Regions from separate parts of the Mus musculus genome. Here region 2 is linked to region 1. Evidence: chromatin contacts called from public promoter capture Hi-C data. All regions are on one chromosome and are shown on one strand. The core of a region is the stretch at or near the end of the contact, and the rest is flanking DNA. Distances in the headings are between cores, read along the strand shown.

Region 1 (2,700 bases), core at 193-2,692:
CAGCAAATAAAAACGTTCTATCTTTAGCTCCAGCATCTTTCCTAGGTTCTGATTCACAAGTGGCACACAAGTGTTAGTATTTTGTTGTGTTGACATCACATCAAATTCACTACAGTGTAGCATCTTCTTCCAAGTCGATTCCAAGCTTCCCAACACACTACCTTGGGGACCATCCCATAATATTCTTTCCTTTAACCTTGCTGTCCTGCACACTTCCTACATTACAAAGACCTTTACACATCCCCTGTCCCATTGACCCTTCCTAGTTCTCACCCTGGTCTAACCATAACTTTTCCCTCTGACACATCCATTATCACCTGTGTCTGATTTTTCTTTCAAAGCTAAGGTGGCTCATTCAGGAAGAAGCCTTTCCTGACAGTTAATAGTTTACACCGAGTCCAAGTCTTGTCTTAACTCCCATGGACTGTGGTGTGTATACTACTAATGTGACAGTGTGCACTTCATTGTGCTGCTTTCTATTCTTTTTTTGCATGGGAAATGCTTTTTGAAGAGAATTTTGTGAGAGCAGAGACTCCAGTGTAGTCAAACAGGTGAGCTCTAGGTTGAGTGAAAGACTGTCTCAAAATGTAAGGTGGGGATGGATAGAGAAAGACACCAGCATCGACCTTTGATCTCTTCAAGTACACACAGGTAACACATACTTCTTCCCCCACCCCCAATTCACCTCCCCCAGCAATACTCAATATTTGTTTTCACTTATGTCAGAGTTGGTGTCTACAAAATGGCACAAATCAAAAGCAGGGTGTGAGGGAAGGAGGGGGATATTATTTTTGGCAAATGTGGGAACGGATGGTTCAAGTTGCCTGATGGGGCATGTAGTGTCTATTCTGGGACGGAGTTTTTTTTTTTTTTTTTTTTTTTTGGCGGGTCAGGGACAGGGTCTTGCTGTGTATCTCAGGCTGACCCTCTTACTCTCCATCCTCTTGCCTCAGCCTCCCTAGAGGTGAGAATGTCACCGTGTGTAGCTATTGCTGCTCATAGGCTCAACCCAGAGGCTCTAGAAACGGTTTCTCACTAGAAGTAACTTCTCAACTTTACTGGGGCAAGTAGTCTTTGCTTAGCTCTAAGAAAGTAGGCTGGCTGCTGTAGGGCACTGACCCAGGAGGAAGACCTGCCACTCGGGATGAGGACTGGCCAAGGGCTCGCCAGTGCGAAGAGCGCAGGAGCCGCCCCTCACAGGAATCCGTGGGCTAAGCAGCCGCTCAAGCTTTGGCCGTGGTCCCGGGAAAGAGGAGCAAGGGGCTTTCCACCTGCCCCTGACCTAACCCCAGCCGCCAGGCTTCTCGAATTCCAGGGCTTGCACCCCGCCTCCCGCAACGTGGCAGTCTAGCTCTCCCAGTCCCGCCCCTCCACGATGACTCCGCCCACCACTCCGCCCCCTCGCCTTACGGGCTCGCTCCCGTGAGCGCCGCTGGGAGCGCGCGTGCTCCTCGGGCTGTGAGTGCGCAGGCGCATTCGCTGGTTCTCTGCGGGCGCCAATTCTGGAGAGCAGAGGCTGGTAAGAGCCTGGGGTTGCCGAGGTCTGGAGGCGGCAGGCGTCGGGAGGTCCCGGCAGCCGGCTCGAGCGGGCTTCTCGGGGGCTTGTTGGGAGGTCTCGCCCATCCCCGAGATCCCCGGCGTGTGGCTGTCCTGCAGAAGTGACGCGGCCTGGCCGGATTGGCCTCGGCGACCCTGTCCCCGCCGTCCTGTGGGTCTGTCCCTCCCGAGGCTGATGTCCCGAGGGTACCTTAGCAGGAAAAAGAAGTCTGGGACTTGACGGTCTGGCCCCTTGTCGGGATGTGCCTGCTATCTGTGCGTGGCCTCCTGAGAAAGTTGCTGAGCTGCTCTTGCAGGTGGCACAGCAGTCGCCTGCTGTTTAAGGGGGAGATAGCCCGAATGGTGGCACTGGGAGGCAGAGGCAGGAGGATCTCAGGTTTCCAGGCCAGCCTGTTCTACATTGGAGAGTTTTAGGCTAGCCAGAGCAACACGGTGAGACCTCGTGTTTCACTGTGTTTCACACAGGACTTCCGAAAATGTAGTATCCCTCACTCTCTCCTCCCTTCTCCTGCCCACATTTGTCCACCCCGACTACCTTCTCTAGTCAAGTGGGTTCCTGCTTTCTGCCAACCGAACTCTAAGGATGGAAGGACATTGAAAGGACTAGAAATGATCTTTGCTCGCATAGCAATTTTGTTCTGAATAACAAGTGAATGGCATTTCCTCATAAGCTCGTTTGTTGGAATAACATGCTTGCAGAACCATACTGTACATAATTCTACTGGAACTTGTTGCTCATCACTCACCCAGGGAACGTATCTTTTTCTGTTTCTCAGTTCAAATAACAATATTCATTTCATCTCACAAGACCTCTCCAGAGAACCCCCCTCCTCATTAACCCTACCCCCTTAGGTAATTTTTGTTGTTGTTGTTTCTGTTGTTGATCTGTGGCTTTAAAAATGTATGGTTAAATACAATGCAGGGTGTTCTTTCAATTCTTTTTTTTTTTTTAATTTTTTATTAGGTATCGTCCTCATTTACATTTCCAATGCTATCCCAAAAGTCCCCCATACACTCACCCCCACTCCCCTCCCCACCCACTCCCCCTTTTTGGCCCTGGCGTTCCCCTGTACTGGGGCATATAAAGTTTGCAAGTCCAATGGGCCTCTCTTTCCAGTGATGGCCGACTAGGCCATCTTTTGA
Region 2 (2,700 bases), core at 146-2,645, about 12 Mb after region 1:
TGCAGCTTTGGAAGATGTTGCGTATTACTCTAAAGACCCCACATGTGCAAAGCCTGCACAGGCTTTCCAACTCAATACATACACATATATTAACAGACATATTCTAAAGGTTTAAAAATTATTTATCTCTGTGTTTCCATGTATACATACACATAAGTCTATCAGGATACCAGAAGTCACACCAAATCCCCTGTAGCTGGAGTTACAGGTAGCTGTAAGCTGCCCAACGTGGGTACTGGAAATTGAACTCTAGTCCTCTGGAACAGCGTGCTTTCAATTGCTGAACTACCTCTCAGTTGCTAACATATTTCAGAACCTTCATAACAGTATTGTTAATGAAAGCTAAAATATGAACGATACAAGTGCTCATCAAAAGTACATAGGATAAAGAATGTACACATAAGTCGTTGTATATTTCTGTATCATAAGGAGATAAACAAATCACAGAATATATAAGTATTAAATCTATTTAACATAAAAAAGACAAATTGAGCAGAATGTAGTTTGGAAATGCATAGAAGACTTACAGTAATGGAGGTCATTGCAGGGTTTACTATCAGGGAAAAGTTGGTAAGGCAATGCTCAAGGCATTTTCTTTTTCTTTTTCTTTTCTTTTCTTTTTTTTTTTTTTTTTTTTTTTTTTGGCTCAGTAACATCCTGTTTCTCAACTGGGTGATAAAATCACAGGTACTTTCCTCTCCATTGTTAGAATGTGCTCTAAAGTTAATGTATTAAAATTAACTTTAACATGGACTTTAACTCGACAGTTTGTTAGGTTCTTTTTATCTTTGAAGGTCTATGGCTAGGCTCCTCTATTCTGTGAGTCTGTTATTGAGAGTTCAGCCTGGGCAACAGGCATTGAGATTTGCGTAGTGGTGAACTAGACAGGAAATCCTGAAAGGAAATAGGGGCACACTGACAGAGAATCACAAAACAAGTGACTAATAAGAGGACCATAATAGTGATTCCAGAAGGCGTCTGGGATTTTACTTGAGAGATCCTGGGTTCCAGCCCTGTTTTGCCTTTGTCTTGGGCGATATTTTCCTATTTCTTATATTGGTTTTGTAAATTGTATCATAAAATACAAACTCAAGGAAGATTACTAATTATAGGATAGTTAGGAAAACTGAAACTACAGGTGTCAGCCTGTAGTTTCAGTTTTCCTAACTGAATTTGCTCATGAAACCCAGGGTTCTCAGTTCTGGGTTGAGGCCCACAGCACAGCTAGCTGTTCCCTTTCCTATGATTTGCACTCATAACTTTACGTCACAGAAGAGCCGCTCAGCCCCACCCACTGAAGCCCCTCCCACCACAATCCGGGCCCCGCCCACTGCCTCTTGCTCCGTAGTGTCCGGCCTTGGCGTGGCTCTTCCGGCCCCGCCCCTCCAGGCTGCCATGACAACGAGTCCGCGCCCCGCGCTCAGCTGCTGTTCGGGCGGGACCCAGGCTGGACCGCGGGCCCCGGCCTGGGGGCCACAGCTGCCACCTCCGCCGCCACCTCATCTCCTCCCTGTCCCTCGTCCCGCCCCGCGTCTTCCCGCCGTAGTCGGGCCGGAGGCCGGGGTCCCTCCCCGCCGCCCTACCCTGCGCGGATGCCGAAGGTGAAGGCGCTGCAATGCGCCCTGGCGCTGGAGATCCGCTCTGTGAGTACCGGCCCTGTCCCGCCTCAGCCTCCAAGTCCGCTGCCCGCCCCCGGCCCTGGGGGACTCCTGGAAATCTCCAGTGCTTTCCCACTCCAGCCTCTCGGGGGCCTCACCCCAACTTCCAGTTGGAGTGCTTTTGGATCTCTTCCTCACCACTTCGGAGTTCCGCTCCTGGGGCAGTAGTTCCTTTGAATTCTGCTTTACTCTTTTGGTGAGGAACTCCTGAACCCTTGCTCCAGTCTGGGGTGTGTAGCATTTCCGCTTTCAGATCCTTCCCCTAGCTTCCAGTTAAAGTAGGAACGCCTTTTCAGTCATGGTGGAGTCCCTAACTCCAAAAACAACTTACTTGTGACGTCATTGCACCAAGTTTTCTTAGTTTCTCCTCTCAGAATAAACCCAACTCCTCAGAAGCCACTTCAGCTCTTCCCTCCAGTACCCAAACACTCCAGACTTTGCATCCTTCCAATCCTCCCAAGAAAGACCTGGTCAGCTTTTCGGACAACTACTGCTTGGAGCTTGTAACTCCACTCATCTACTCTCAATTCAGGGGACTCTGTCCAGCCTCCTTCAGTAAATCTAGTTGAGGTGGGGAGCCCCTCCTGCCATCCAGTGAGGGGCTGAGGTCTTTCCGGGTGTTGAGAAGCCCCAACTCCCTTTGATAACTGCAGTCTCCTTCAGAGATTTTTGAAGTCCTTCAGTGTCATTCCCAAGAGACCCCCTTTCTCCCCTTAGAGGAGAGGCATTCTAGGAGAACCTCTTCAATTTCTTATTCTGCTGCTTTTCACGCCTTTATCCTTGAAATGCCCTCATTAAGACTCAGCCTACTTGTTGGTATCACTGCATAAGTAGGGATAACAGTACATATTCCCTGTCATTTTCTGGGCCTGCCCCAAGGGGCTCTCTGGCATTACCACCCCCACCCCTGTTGGCCTCCAAACTAAGCTTTTCTCTGCACTTACCCCACGCTTGCTGCACTCACTTCTTTCTGGCCTTCATTTCCTCTCCTTGTGGCTGCAGCAGCCCTGAACTTAAACCAGCATAGAAGTCACAAAATTCT

The links. Promoter capture Hi-C pulls out the DNA fragments that hold promoters and counts their contacts.
Region 2: a promoter capture Hi-C map of pre-B cells shows a contact between it and region 1. The contact joins the promoter of Spata6 here to the promoter of Alg6 in region 1. A contact is called at or near these places in 1 of 39 promoter capture datasets (pre-B cells) and 1 of 484 Hi-C or Micro-C datasets (pre-B cells).

Annotation. Positions count from the first base shown.
Region 1 is chr4:99,714,188-99,716,887 of GRCm38.p6, forward strand. It overlaps Alg6 (asparagine-linked glycosylation 6 (alpha-1,3,-glucosyltransferase)), which reads left to right and starts at 1,443. Exons shown (of 15, transcript NM_001081264.1): 1 at 1,443-1,519.
Region 2 is chr4:111,718,615-111,721,314 of GRCm38.p6, forward strand. Spata6 (spermatogenesis associated 6) reads left to right here and starts at 1,396. Exons shown (of 13, transcript NM_026470.3): 1 at 1,396-1,643. The coding sequence starts at 1,593. It overlaps Gm33192 (a long non-coding RNA gene), which reads right to left. Exons shown (of 2, transcript XR_376552.3): 1 at 2,603-2,700.